2 separate regions of the Mus musculus genome follow, and region 1 is linked to region 2. A link is a contact called in public Micro-C data. All regions are on one chromosome and are shown on one strand. Each heading gives the region's core, a stretch centred on a gene start, on an enhancer-like site or on the middle of the called end of the contact. The rest is flanking DNA. Distances are from core to core; before and after follow the strand shown. Region 1 overlaps Socs7 (suppressor of cytokine signaling 7). Region 2 overlaps Npepps (aminopeptidase puromycin sensitive).

Region 1 (6,995 bases), core at 817-3,316, 200 kb after region 2:
TATAATTCCCGGTTTTTTGTAAGTGTCAGCGCGGGAGACATTTGACTCTTGTGTTTGTATCTCCTTTTTATGATTGCTGTACCGACCCATGTCTTTTTGGGGAGGGATGAAAAGAGATTTGAAATAAAAATGTTTAGAAATGATCTGTTACTTGGCTTTGTTTTTAGTCTCTCTCCTGACTCTTCACTCTCTGTCAGGCATGGGTCCCTGCACTGGCAGCCATGCAGAACACAGCCAGTACTGTCTCCAAAGCACGGTTGTTGGAAAATTCCTAAGACTGAAACAGGCCACTTCCCAGAGCTGCCCTAGGAAGTGCAGGAGCATTCCGGAGAACCTTGGGAAGGGTGGGCAGGTGCCCAGAGTCTTCCTGTCAGGGTGAGCAGTGGCTCAGGGTGGACTGGCACATTTTACTGTGGCAGCAACCATCCTGGTGAGGCTGGCTGTAAGGCTGGCTTGCTGCTTTTTCATTTTGCCCTCCCAGCTCCTGGGCAAGGCCTGTTGCTTTCCTTAATACCTCAGGTGTGTTCTGGGAACTACTTTAACCCCTATCTACCCTCTCCCTCTCTCTCCTTTTTTTTTTTTTTTAAGATTTATTATTTATAAGTACACTTGTAGCTGTCTTCAGACACACCAGAAGAGGGCGTCAGATCCCATTACAGATGGTTGTGAACCACCATGTGGTTGCTGGGACTTGAACTCAGGACCTTCAGAAGAGCAGTCCGTGCTCTTAACCGCTGAGCCATCTCTCCAGCCCTCCCTTCTCCCTCTTATCCTGCTTCCTGCTTGAGGGGCCATTGGGCTACCTGGAAATTGTCTGCAGGTTTCCTGCTGAATTCTCTGGGAAGCCACTTCCCTAAGTGAATCACAGGGGGACTTCTAGGAGTCTCCGTGTAGCCCTGGCTGTCCTGGGACTTGCTCTATAGGCCAGGCTGGTCTTGAACTCAGAGATCTGTCTGCCTCTGCCTCCATGAAGGTATGTGCCACCACCACCACCTGGCCAGGCAGTCCCCTTTTTATCCAAACAGTTTCAGCAATTTACCAAGAGCTCTTGCTTCCTGCTTCCTCCCTCCAATTCTTTTTTTTTTAAGATTTATTTATTATATGTAAGTACACTGTAGTTGTCTTAAGATACACCAGAAGAGGGCGTCAGATCTCGTTACGGATGGTTGTAGCCCCATGTGGTTGCTGGGATTTGAACTCAGGACCTTTGGAAGAGCAGTCAGCGCCCTTAACCACTGAGCCATCTCACCAGCCCCCCTCCCTCCGATTCTTAAAAAAACAAAAAAATTCCAGGGGCTGGAAAGAAGGCTCTGTAGCTAACAGCACTGTTCTTGCAGGGGACCCAGGTTTGGGTTCTCAGCACCCAAACCTCAGACATGGTGGCTCTCAGCCATCTGTAATTCCGAACCAGGGTGTTTGAGTCTTTCTTCTGGCCTCCACTGGACACCAGACACAGCTGGTACAGATACAGACTTGCAGACAAAACATTCATATAAGCCTTTAATGTGGTGGTGGTGGCGCACGCCTTTAATCCCGGCACTTGGGAGGCAGAGGCAGGCAGATTTCTGAGTGAGTTCCAGGACAGGCTACACAGAGAAACCCTGTCTTGAAAAAAACAAAACAAAACAAAAACAAAACATTCATATACATAAATCTTAAAAAATAAAATTCCTTCTAGTCAGGCATGGTGGCACATGCCTTTAATCCTAGCACTCGGGATGCAGAGGTAAGTGGATCTCTTATGACTTCAAGGCCAATCAGAGTTACACAGTGACTCCCTGTCTAAAAAACAATCCACCCCCCCCCCAAAAAAAAAAAAAAACCAACAAACTCCAAGCCACATGTGAGGGCCTGTGAAAAGGTTTAGCAGGTACGGTACTTGTTGCCAAGGCAACCTGAGTTCAATCCTTGGAATCTATACGATGGACTTGGCTGTGGTTGGCCAAACTGAACCAGGCAGTGAACCCTCAACAGGGAAGGGAATGCCGAGGAGGCATCCCGCTGGACGCAGGACAGGATCTTCGAGTCACCCGGTTCTGGGGCTCGGGCTGGAGGCGTGGCGACCGGGAGTCGCGGGGGTGAGGGTGGGGTCTACCACGAGGTTGCGAGGGAGGAAGAGTGGGCGTAGCCGAGTGCGCCTTTGAGCTGCTTCTGCCACCTAGTGGCTCTTCTGAGCCAGGCCACCCAGCTGCAGTTTGGTGAGGCTGGGATAAATATTCACAAACAGCATCTCCAGTCCTGGTCTGTGGCCGGATTTCTCCTTGGCTAGTTGGGGACCCTGGCTTGTCCCGAATCCTCTACCTGACGCGAGGGACAAAATCCTTTCTAAGATGCAGGAAGAGCCATGTTTTTTTAGACTCACTGGCGATGTATAGAGCTGAGACTGACAACCCTACCCTATGGTGGGTGCCACCCTCACTCCCCGACTTGACGATGGCCAATGACAGATGCTGGGACCCCTGCCCGGCTTGGTATCATCTTAGGATTCGGTGTAATTCTCTAAATATATGTTGTTCTGTGTCTCCTCCAGCCTCCCTCGCCTCCTCCTGGGGGGTGGGGGGGACACGTGCGGGGGGGGGGGGGATTTGCCCTCTTGTCTCTAAGATGACAAGAGACAGCAGGCACTGGAGACCTGCTGGAGAAGGCCAACAGGGCCTGTGCATCTATCTCCTGGGTCTCTTGTCCAGCCCTTGCCTACGGGAGAAGGCGGTTTGTACTGAAGTCTTCATTGCATCATGTCAGGGCAGATGCAAGGATTTGGGGAGGGGCTAGGAGGGTGAAGAGCTTCGGGAGGGATCCAGTGGTAGTCAGATGAAGGGGGCGGGGCTGGGGCTGGGCTGTCAGGCATCCAGGGACACCTGTGTACACTCTCTGGTGCCTGCCACCTTCCCCGACTGACACCCACTTCACTCTCCAGGCCTGGCAGCCTCAGCTGCACCCGACCAGATTGCATCATGCCTGGCTTTGTTCTCACAGACAGCAGGTGCAGGAGGAGCAGCCTCTTCCCTCTCATCCTTTCCACTCCCTCCCAGGCCACCCTCCTTTCTCCCTTCAGGGCTCTCTACTTGCTATTAGAGGGAAGAAGGCAGAGTAGGCTATACCACTGTGGTCCTCAAAAAAGCAACACCAGGTGGCATAGCAGAATATGGACTATCAGAATTAAATGACAAGGTCAGAACCGTTCTCTTGCTTCTAAAGCTAAAAATAACGAGCTGAATTAATTCAACCCTTGTAGGAAGTATGAATCGTATGTGGCTCATTCATGTGGACCTAGAACTTCCTGCCCCTATTTTTGTATAATCTTTTCTACAATCCTGTGAGATGGTGCCACTGTCACCTGTTTTGTGCCAGAGTGCAGAGAGGTGACAATACAAGAAGACCACAGGGCCACTCGGGCCCTTGGACTTGAATCTTGGTCTATTTTCTTTTAGACAGACTTAAAGGACGACCAAGAGATGGTTGGGAAATTCCATGCTGACTGAGCCTGAACATTTTCTTTAAAAGGAGTCTTGAAACTGGGAACAGTGACTCATGCCTACATTCCTAGCACTTGAAGCTGCAGGAGGAGGTGCCATGAGTTCAAGATCAGCCTGAGCTTCATAGTGAGTTTGAGGCCAGCCTAGGTTACAGAGTGAGACCTTGTCTGAAAATGTTAGAAAGCCAAATGGGTGGTGGTGTGCCCAGCACACTCCTCAGGAGATAAGGGTTCCTTCTTGTCTCTTAATTTGAGCAAACAACTAATGTGAGCTACCTACTGAGAAACCTGGCTGTGCCTGCCCAGTTGGCCACTGCTTCTTCACTCTGGTGGTGCTGTATGTAGGCTTTGACTTAGGCAGGGTGTGAAAGGGTACGAGTGTGTCCAGATGTATGCCCCCAACCCACCTCTGGCCACACCTCCCACACCTCCACCCTTGCCACCACTGCCTCTGCCAGGGATGTTAGTTGGGCTAGTAGGATTCTATATAATGACCCCAAAGGCTGGGCAAAGATGGTAGATGGTACTGTTCCTTCTCTTTATAAGGACTATTTGTAAATCTTCCTATGGTGTTCAGAGTGTGGTGGGAGGGTTGGGAGGTTGTATACTTGTTTTCCCCGTGACAGGATTTCTCTGTGTAGCCCTGGCTGTTCTGGAATGTGCTCTGTAGACCAGGCTGGCCTCGAACTCCCGGCTTTGGAGTGTTGAGAATTTAACATTGGACTTTGACAGCCAAGCTGGCATGAATTTGACTAACAGGACTCTGTTTCTCAGAGCCAGACCTGCATATTTAGGGGTTGACCTTGCAAAGCACTGGCCGAGCAGCAGCCTGGAAATGGGGGTGGCCGCTGCACCCTGCTTTCATTTCCTGGTCATTGAGAGAAAAGGAGAGGGAAGCCAATGGGAAGGAACATAGTCTGGCTTCTGCAGCCAGAGTCCAGCTCCTCCAGGGTCTGGGAGAGGCCAGCTGGGGGGTGGGAGCATGCTTGCTCGCTGACACTCCTGTCTTTTTAGTCCAGGACAGACTTCCTATAAAGAGACAAAGGATCCATTGACCCCATAGCCTTGTGACACTACCCAAGATTGTCTTCTCTCTCCAGGCAGCCAGCAGGGCCCTCGGGTAGCAGACAGGAGCTATGAGGCCACCTAGATGGCATGACAGGGAAGCTGAGAGAGGCTACAGTCAGCTGGGTGGGGAAAGTGGGGAGTCCCTGGGGGTGGGGGTGGGGCAAGGCTAGCTTCTGGGACCCCTACTGCTATCTGGCCCTGGGGTTCATGGGTTGGGGAGCAAATTCCCTCATAGCCTGCAGTAGATAGGCATGGGAAGGGCTAGAGAGTCCAACTGCCTTACCAAATAAACCAGCTGAATGCTGGCTCAGGTCTCCCTGCCCCCATAGGCCCAACACGCCCCAGCCTATAAAGCCCCCTTTGTCTGGTAGGCTGAGTCTTAACTCTCCATTTTAGCTTCCCACTCCTGTCTCCCTCATCCTCTGATGCCTGACACAGAGAGGAGGACTGGATGAAAAATGTGAGGCCAATTTCTTATCAGCCTGGACACTGGCTTGGGCATCATCAGCCAGCTCCTGCATATGAATGTTAGAAATCCCACTACTGCATTCAAGGCAGGTGAATGGCCTCCCTGTCTTCTCTGGACTCCACTCCTGCCTTGGAGCAGAACACAACACCCACCTCATTTATGCTCATTCATGTGATGTCTGTCTCAGTTTGGTCCTGCTCTGTCCATGACAAGGGACACCTTGGTTTTGGTTGCCAAAGAGGGAGTCCCTTGGCCCTCTTCACCAGGGTTGGTGGGCATTATACTTTTCAGCATCTGGGATTCAAAAACCCCTTCTTGATAGAGGGTAAACAGGTCATCATAGGGTTGGCACATGGCTGGGGCATGGCACGTTGGGTGGGCGACAGGAATCTCCATCCATCTCTGCTCCCCACCCCCATATGACAGCCAAAGTCCTTAGGGCACATTTACAGAAAAGCTGGACCTTGGCAACAAGGAACTACCTCTGCCAGCTGCCTGTTCTCACTGCCATCGCCCCGTGGAGGGCCACAGTGCCTGCCTGTGTTCAGTAGTCCGTGGGTATGTCTGCAGGCTCTCAATCTCTTTAAGTGGCCCATTGCCATTTGGGCCATCGGGTCAGCTCTGCCACCAAACATCTTGGTTCCCTTGGTCAAACTCCTTTCCTGACTAGCAGAATCTTCTCCCCATTGAAGAGACCCCAGGACAGGCAGCTCGGGATGTGGAGGCAGGAGAAACCCCTGGATATGTTAGGCCCCGGGATGCACTGTGTGTGTATATATATATGTGTGTGTGTGTGTGTGTGTGTGTGTGTGTGTGTGTGTGTGTCTCAGTGAGACTCCGCGCAGCTGGTAGCGGGTGCCTTCGGGTACGAAGTGTGAGCTCGTGGAACGCAGCCCCCACCCGGACTGGGGGAGACGGCGGAGCCCGCGGAGGGGCGGAGTCTGCGGCGGGGCGGAGCCCGGGGCGGGAGGGCTGGGGCGGGGGAGTCCAGGCGCTCCTGGCGTGGCTCGCGGTCGCCGGGTGCAGCTGCCCGGCCAGAGTGCATGGAGGGACCGCCGCCCCCTGCGCCCCTTGGGGCCGGCACGCGGAGGACGGCATAGCGGTCACAGCATGGAGCAGGTCAGCGGATGTCGGATACCGGCGCGTGTCTGAAAACCAGGGCAGCGGGCGCGGGTGACCCGGCGAGGGTGGGCGAGGCGGGAGCGAGGGCCGGACCACGAGGGAGGGGTGCGGGCGCGGGAGCTCGGGGCGGGGCTGAGCTGGAGAAGAGGGATGGGGCCGAACCACACCGAGCTGGTGCACACAGGCACACGGCGCGCTCTCGGGGCACTCCCCCATCGCTGATAACCAGGGAAGCAAGCGCAGAGGGTGCACTCTGCACCCCTCCCTACATTTAGAAGCCCCCATCTCCAGTTGGGAAGGGAAGCCCCTAGACCTTGCTCGCTAAACCTAGGGCTGAGGGGCACGGGCTCTACAGATTGGAGGGCTGGCCATAGAACTCCGTTGTTCCCCAGGTCCCCACCCTCCAGTGGGACTTCAAGATACAGCGGCCCTTCCCCCTACGTGTCAAGGGACTTCTCCCAGCCTGTCTGCCTCTTCTCCCAGTTACAGCAGCTGCAGCAACTGCTGCCACCATTTCATGACAGTGAGAAGATGGGGTGGGCTAGAAGGCTCGCCACATGAGCCCCAAAGGCAGCACGGCAGCCTTGGCCAGGTGGGCGGCTGCTTGCCTCTTACCCAGGTTCCGGGCACGGGACTGGGGTGTGGGCTAGGCTTAGTGACCAGGGAAGGGCCCCTTGCTTGAGCTGTCACTCTTCAAGGAGCTCTGCGTATCCACCCACCCCCACCCCACCCCGAGTCTGACCAGTCAGGCCAGTGAGTAGGAGGCTCCGATTCTGGCCCAGAGCCCTAGCTCTAAGAGGGGCAGCGAAGGGTGAGGGTGGAGTGTCCGCTATGCCCCCAGCAATGCTGACTCTATAGGGT
Region 2 (7,398 bases), core at 3,009-5,508:
AGGCAGTGCGCTTCTCCAGATGTGACTGCCAAGCACACCATTATGGGCAGCATGTGAAGAGCTGGGGACATCAACGATGGCCAGGCTGTGGCATACCAGAGTGCACAGGGGACAGGAAAAGGGGGCACAGCCTATCTCTATCCCTACAAACACTTGAAACGTTTAAACTAGTGTGGACAGAATAATCAGGATGGGTGTGAGGTGCCTGCCCAGGATCCTGGGACTTGAGAGGAAGACCCAAAAGAATAAGGAGTTCTAGGCTTGTCTGGCTGGTCTTGCCTACATAAGTACCTGTTCTAAAAAAAAGAAGGAGGAAGAGAGCGAAGGAAGGGAGGGAGGAAGGGAGGAAGGGAAAAAGAAGAAAAAGAAAGACAAAGGGCTGGAAGACTATCTTCTAAATTTACCTGTTAAACAAGGCTATTCCATGAACACCTTTAATCCCAGCACTTGGGAGGCAGAGGCAGACAAATCTAGTTCCAGGATAGCCAGGGTTACACAGAGAAAACATGTCTCAAAGGGGAAAAAAAACCTCAAACAGCCCAAAACTGTTCCTGAGAGATGAGCTTATTAAAAAAATTCTCCCTCAGGCTGGAGAGATGGCTCAGCAGTTAAGAGCACTGATTGCTCTTCCAGAGGTCCTGAGTTCAATTCCCAGCAGCCACATGGTGGCTCACAAACATCTGTAATGGGATCTGATGCCCTCTTGTGTGTCTGAAGACAGCTACAGTGTACTCACATATATAAAATAAATAAAACTTTAAAAAGAAAAAGAAATTCTCCCTCTGTCCCTCCCTCCCTCCTTCCCTCCTTCCTTCCCTTCTAGTCTCTGAGATTGCACCCAAATCTTTTTGCATGCTAGGCAAGTACTTTACCACTGAGCTATATCTCCACTCTCATTCCCTCTTTCTGAGAAAAAGTATATAGCTCAGTCTAGCCTGAAACAGAGACTTGTTCTGCCGCTATATTCCCAGTCTAGAGTGCACTGCCGTGCTCAGTGCCCCACCCCCACCCCTTTTTTGGAAGCGGAGTCTTGGATCCCACAAGGTTGAAGCTGAAGTTTTAATCTTCTCCACCGCCCTTCAGTGTGCTGGGATTTAAGCATGTGCCAACACACCATTTATGGGGTATTAGGGATTGAATTCAAGACTTTGTGCAAAATAGGCAAGCACTCTACCAATGAGCCACACATCCCCCAACCTTTCCATGCCTCGAACTCCCCATTTCCCCCAACCCATACTCCCTAGCCTGTTGTTTGAGATGCAGTGTAGAGCTCAGGCCGTTCTAAAACTCTTGGGTCAAGTAATTCTCCTGCTGAAATCTCCTATATATGATGTCACACCTGGTTTCCTGCCACCCCCAAAATTAGGAAAATAAAATAAACATATATCATTATTATTTATACAGTAGATTGAACCCAGAACTTTTTCATGCTAAGCCAATTCTCTACCACCAAGCCCTGTCTCACAGTTCAAACATAAAATAGTTTTGAATGGGCAGCTGTTCTTATAATATAATGTTCCCAGATGAATTGTTAAAGAAACGAGGGAAAGAAAAACAGTTATGGGTCTGGAGAGACGGCTCAGTGGGTAAGAGCACCCGACTGCTCTTCCGAAGGTCCGAAGTTCAAATCCCAGCAACCACATGGTGGCTCACAACCATCCGTAACGAGATCTGACGCCCTCTTCTGGAGTGTCTGAAGACAGCTACAGTGTACTTACATATAATAAATAAATAAATAAATCTAAAAAAAAAAAATAATAATAATAAAAAAAAAGAGGTCCTGAGTTCAAATCCTAGTAACCGCATGGTGGCTCATAACCATCTGTAATGGAGCCCAACAACCTCTTCTGGTGTGTCTGAAAACAGCAACAGTGTACTCATATACATACAATAAATAAATATATCTTTAAAAAAGAAAAACAGTTGTGGAACAATTTTCTATCATACATCAAAAGTACACTTAGAGATATCAGGTAGACTAAAGGGTGTCCAGTCGGTCAATCCCTTGGAGCCAGGCAGTAGTGGTCCAGGCATTTAATCCCTGTACTCTGGAGGGAGGCAGGTAAACTTCGGAGTTTTTTGAGGCCAGCCTGGTTTACAGAGTGAGTTTCAGAACTGTCAAGGTTCCACAGAGAAAACAAACAAACAAAACAAACAAACAGAAGATCCAGTGAGCTCTCAGTAAGAGACCATCTCAAAAAAATAAAGGGGAGCTGGGCCTTTCTTTAATCCCAGCCTCAGGAAGCTGAGGCAGGTGGATCTCTGTGAGTCTGAGGACATCTGATCCACTTAGCCAGTTCCAGGACAGCCAGGGCTACACAGTGAGACCCTGTCTCAAAAAAACAAAAACCAAACCAAAAATGAAGTGGAAAAAACAATGGAGGAGAGGCAACATCAGCCTCAAACCCATACCCCCTCTCCAGGAACATGTACATATAGTGACAAGTTCCAAGGAAATAAAGATGGCTGAACTGTTTGTCGCCTAGTGGTTTGCAAGCTGAGTTCTGAGGCCTTTTCCACTGGCTTAAAATGTTTACTAGACCAAACTCGTCATCTCCCTCCTTCAAGAAAAGAATGGACTTATTTTTGCTCACAGTTTGAAGGGAAACAGCTCACACTGACAGGGACAGCAAGAGGGAGCTGCAGCAGGTCTCAGGAAGATCGGAGTGAAGGCTGAGGAAGGAGGCCAGTGGCGAACACATTGGGACTGTAGTCCTCAGGCAAGGTGTTATCAGGACACAGAACACACTCGCATACAGGAGAATAAAATGTAAGGTCTCTTTACAAAAACAAGGGCAGAGTTCACGGGAGCTAACAAGGAATAAGAGAGAAACCCAGACTGAGCAGGTGAGGTGTCCTGTATTACGTCTGCTTGTGCTTGGTCTTTAGTAGACAGACACCAAGGGCTCTTGGGACCGGACAATGAAAGCTAGGTAATAATACTTTGATTGCATTTTCTCATCTTTTAAAAGTTTAAGAAAATGTGGAGGTCAGTCAGTGTCATGAGGCACGCTTTTTTCTTTTTCTTAAGATTTATTTATTTATTATATGTAAGTACACTGTAGCTGTCTTCAGACACTCCAGAAGAGGGCGTCAGATCTTGTTACAGATGGTTGTGAGCCACCATGTGGTTGCTGGGATTTGAACTCTGGACCTTCGGAAGAACAGTCGGGTGCTCTTACCCACTGAGCCATCTCACCAGCCCCATGAGGTACCATTTTAATCCCACCCAGCACTCGGGAGCCAGAGGCAGGTGAATCTCCGAATTTGAGGCCAGCCTGGTCTACAGAGTGAGTTCCAGGACAGTCAGGCTACACAGAGAAGCCCTGTCTTGCACAACAAACAAAACAAAAAATGTAGAGGTCAAAGGAGTGAGTTATCTCCTTCTGGAGTGGGACCAGGGAATGGAACTTGTGGCAGGTGCTGTCACAGGCTGAGACATTTTACTGGTGACTAGAATTACAGCTTTAAAAGATCTATCCACCTTTGTCTCCTGAAGATTAAAGTGAACACCACTACAACCGGCCACCTGTCTGTTTTTTTTGTTTTTTTTTGTTTTTGTTTTTTTTTTTTTGAGACAGTGTTTCTCTGTATAGCCCTGGCTGTCCTGGAACTCACTTTGTAGACCAGGCTGACCTCGAACTCAGAAATCCGCCTGCCTCTGCCTTCCCAGTGCTGGGATTAAAGGCATGTACCACCATGCCCGGCTTTTTATGTTTGTTTGTTTTCTCTACCTGCCTGTTTGATGTTGGCGCAGGATCTGAACTCATACCTCCAGTTCACCCAGTTTACCCAGGTGCCACATTGCCAGACCACACTTTGTTTATTGTGGCTTGTGGCTGGAATCTAAACTCAGCTTTGTGCGTGCTACATGAATGTGTCTCCCAGCCCTGTAAATACTTCTGAGACAGGCACTCACTGTGTAGCCCATGCAATCCTGAAACTCTTAATCCTCCTGCCTCAACCTTCAGTATGCTTACATTATAGGCACAAACTATACCTACTTTGAATTTTCTTTTACTTTCCTTTTTCAGCTTCTTGAGACAGGGATTCTCTGTATAGCCCTGGCTGTCCTGGAACTAGCTGTTGACCAGGCTGGCCTCGAACTCAGATTTGCCTGTCTCTGCTTTTTTTTTTTTTTTAAATTGGGGGGGAGGGGGTCTGAGACAGGGTTTCTCTGTGTAGCCTGGACTGTCCTGCCCTCAAATTTAGAAATCCGCCTGCCTCTCTCTCCCAAGTGCTGGGATTAAAGGCATGCGCCACCACTGCCTGTCTGTCTCTCAACTGCTGGAATTAAAGGTGTGTGCCTCCGCCACTGCCACCACCACCACCACCACCACCACCACCACCACCACCACCACCACCTTTAAAAAAAATCCCGTGGTAAAGGTGTGCCTGTTGGCTTGTGCCTATAATCCCAATACTGTGGAGATGAAGGCAGGAGGGTCACTTTGAGTTTGAGCCCAGCATGGGCTACCATAGCAAGTTCTAGTCTAGCCAGGCTCAGAATGAGGTTGTTTCAGAAACACAAAGAGGAGTTGGCAAGATGGCTAGGGGTAAGGGTTTTTGCAACAAAGCTAGATGAGCTGAGTTCAAATCTCCCCTCCTCACAGCAGGAGGGGGCAAATCAGTGCCCACAGTTGTGGTCAGACCTCCACATACACACCGTGGCATGTATATATCTATACATATAAAGTGTAATACAAATTTTCAAAACTCCTATGGCTACCTGAATTCCTGGAATTCTTTTTTTTTTTTTTTTTTTTCCTTTTTGAGGCAGGGTTTCTCTGTGTAGTCCTGGCTGTCCTCGAACTCAGAAATCTGCCTGCCTCTGCCTCTCAAGTGCTGGGATTAAAGGCGTGCCCCACCACCGCCCGGCCGAATTCCTGTAATTCTGAGGCACAGAGAAACTTTAGTTTCCTTTCAAGAAAGCTGAAAGAACCAGGCCAACAAATTCACATTGACATTTTTATTAACGCCAACTGTTTTTTAATTATTATTTTTTAAAACAATAGCACAAAAATGTTTCAAGGAAGCAGTCTCACAATCTGATGACCTTCCAAAATACATTAAGCCACACCAAATATGAATTTCTGTTAACACAAAATAAAAGGATTCAGAAAAAAATAAAAGGAAGAGAGAAGAAAAAGGGGTGGGGGAAAGGGCTGAGACTTAGTAAAAACACACTGGGTTAGGTGGCGGGGCTTGTTAGTGAGCACACTGGCGACACAGCGGTGCAGCGGACATCTGGGCCCCACAGCAGTCCCCACTGGCCCCTCATATGCACAAGTGGTGAGCCAGGCTCACTGATACTGATCGGAAGAGGTGCAGCATTTGGCCTGTCAGGTAACCGGACAGTTTTGAGCAGAAGGCCTAGCTGATAATCTTTATTTCTACTCTTTCACCTCTTATGCATGTCAGGGTTCCTTGAAGGTTATCATAGGAAATAAAAGCATATCAGCTCCTCTTATTTAATGTGGCCATCAAAGATGTTTCTGTTATCTAAGGACAGGTCAGGGCTGGGCAGAACTAAAGGGAGAAGAACCCGGGAAGGGAGGGAGGGTGTGTTTTTTTTTTGTTTTGTTTTGTTTTTTAAAGCTTTTCATTACTTTTTGGGGGGTTGGGGATCACACAGAAGGGAGGCAGGGAGGGAACTACAATCCTTGGTTCAGATTGAGTTATACAGGAAAAGATACCTTCCTGGTCGGTTCCCATGCCAAAAAGGAAAAAGAAAACCCACTTATAATTCTGCACAGGCTCCACTATGTGAGCCAGCTATCAGCCTTTTGGTCAGCATCCCCAGTGATGGACATACCCGGCTTGTCAGGCTGCAGACACCCACTTCACAAAACCCTCTTCCCTCTTCCCCCAAAGCCTCTTTCCTTCTGGTAGGCTATAAAACAATATCCGTCACTAACAGGAGAGTGTTCAACACTTTGACCATGACAGGCTTCAGGAAGTTTCACAGTTTCGTTATGCTCTAGTTTATTACTATCATATTTACATTTTTATTTTATTTTTTATTTTATTTTATTTTATTTTTTTGCTGAACTGCTGATTTTCCTTTTTCAATAGAATTTAATTCTGGAGTGTGAGCAGGGACCTACTACATTCATTGTCCAACCCCCACTGGTGTAAGACTCCAGATTCTTGGCATGTGAGTCAGCTGTTTGGTAGCTCCACCTCATCCCTGCAGAGAGGCAGTGAGGCCCAGGTGCGGAGGAGGCCTCACACCGAGGGTGGGGAGGTTTTCCGCTGAAGGAGGTACTGGTGAATGCTGTCAGCATCTCGCTTGAGCCAAGCAGCATTCAACAGGATATTTTCACAACACTGCTGGATGGTGCGCTCAGCTGAAGGAGCTGGGTGACTCTCGAAGAAAGCCTGGTGTGAAAACAATCCGGAATGCAGAATCACCGTTAGCAACAGTAACAAGTTAACACTGGGACTGCTAAAAGCATCATGTGGACTAACTGACTCATCAGCCTCCATCATGAGAATTGACCATTGCCAACATAGGCTAAATGAGCAACTCCTCCAGCAGACCTGTAAGAATCCTTCCTTAGCAATCGAAAACCTAATCAAAAACTGATAGAGGCTGAACCTGCTTTTTAAAATGCTAATTATCTACCAGTGTGTCCAATTCATGGCCCGGGCAAAAGCTACATACAGCTGTGCTTGCAGATATGAATAGAGCCCAGTTTATGACATAACCCTACTGAAGCCATCCGGTTTACTTAATGACTGTGCAGTTCTTTTTTTCTCCATAAAATATCTTAAGTAGGCAGACCAAAAACATTACTCCAAATATAATAAATATATTTAAAAATTTAGATTTTTATATTCTGTTTCTCAAATAGCCTCCAAAGTCTGGGCTATTTTATACTTTAAGACCAGCTACATTTCCAGTTCTCAGATGCCACTTGTGGCACCCAAGGCTTTCCTTAGAAAAAGAAAAGAGCAAGGCAGGACCCTCTGGAGCATGGCATGTTCAGGCCCCTCTACTCTCCTCAAGTCTATTTGACTGTCTTTTCCCTCACTTCATTCAAAATCTAACCTAGTTTTGCTTTGGTTTTTTGTTTCTTTTTTTAAAGATTTGTCTGTATATGGGTATTTTGTTTGCATGTATGTCTGCACATGATTTGGATCCCATGAGATAATTATAGACAGTTATGAGCTGCCACGTGGGTGTTGGGAATTTTGAAGATTCTATTTAACTCACCCCACCACCACCCGAGACAGGGTTTTCTCTGTGTAAAGAGAAAACAGGCTGTCCTGGAACTCACTCTGTAGACCAGGCTGGCTTTGAACTCAGAAATCCATCTAACTCTGTCTCCTGAGTGCTGGGATTAAATGTGTGCACCACCAATTCCTGGCTTTGAAGATTCCCCGCCCCCCACC

Evidence for each region. A called contact is a pair of places that touch in the nucleus more often than the background predicts.
Region 1: a contact with region 2 is called in a Micro-C map of the HL-1 cell line, with 4 times the contacts expected there. The contact joins two enhancer-like sites. A contact is called at or near these places in 8 of 484 Hi-C or Micro-C datasets (the G1E-ER4 cell line, the HL-1 cell line, Sertoli cells and 2 more), 3 of 115 datasets of contacts at active chromatin or transcription factors (bone marrow-derived macrophages, embryonic stem cells and microglia) and 2 of 9 other capture datasets (adipose tissue and liver).

Annotation. Positions count from the first base shown.
Region 1 is chr11:97,398,400-97,405,394 of GRCm38.p6, forward strand. It overlaps Socs7 (suppressor of cytokine signaling 7), which reads left to right. Exons shown (of 10, transcript NM_138657.4): 10 at 1-143. It also overlaps a transcript of Arhgap23 not described here. Among named protein-coding and RNA genes, the nearest start is that of Socs7, 40 kb to the left of the region's middle. Within about 2 kb of position 2,067, at least 84 of the 459 cell types and tissues checked have an H3K27ac peak or open chromatin away from gene starts, as enhancers often do. A contact at or near this core is called in the HL-1 cell line, where this site is marked.
Region 2 is chr11:97,200,888-97,208,285 of GRCm38.p6, forward strand. It overlaps Npepps (aminopeptidase puromycin sensitive), which reads right to left. Exons shown (of 23, transcript NM_008942.3): 23 at 4,955-6,381. The coding sequence ends at 6,229. Among named protein-coding and RNA genes, the nearest start is that of Kpnb1, 17 kb to the left of the region's middle. Within about 2 kb of position 4,259, at least 11 of the 459 cell types and tissues checked have an H3K27ac peak or open chromatin away from gene starts, as enhancers often do. A contact at or near this core is called in the HL-1 cell line, where this site is marked.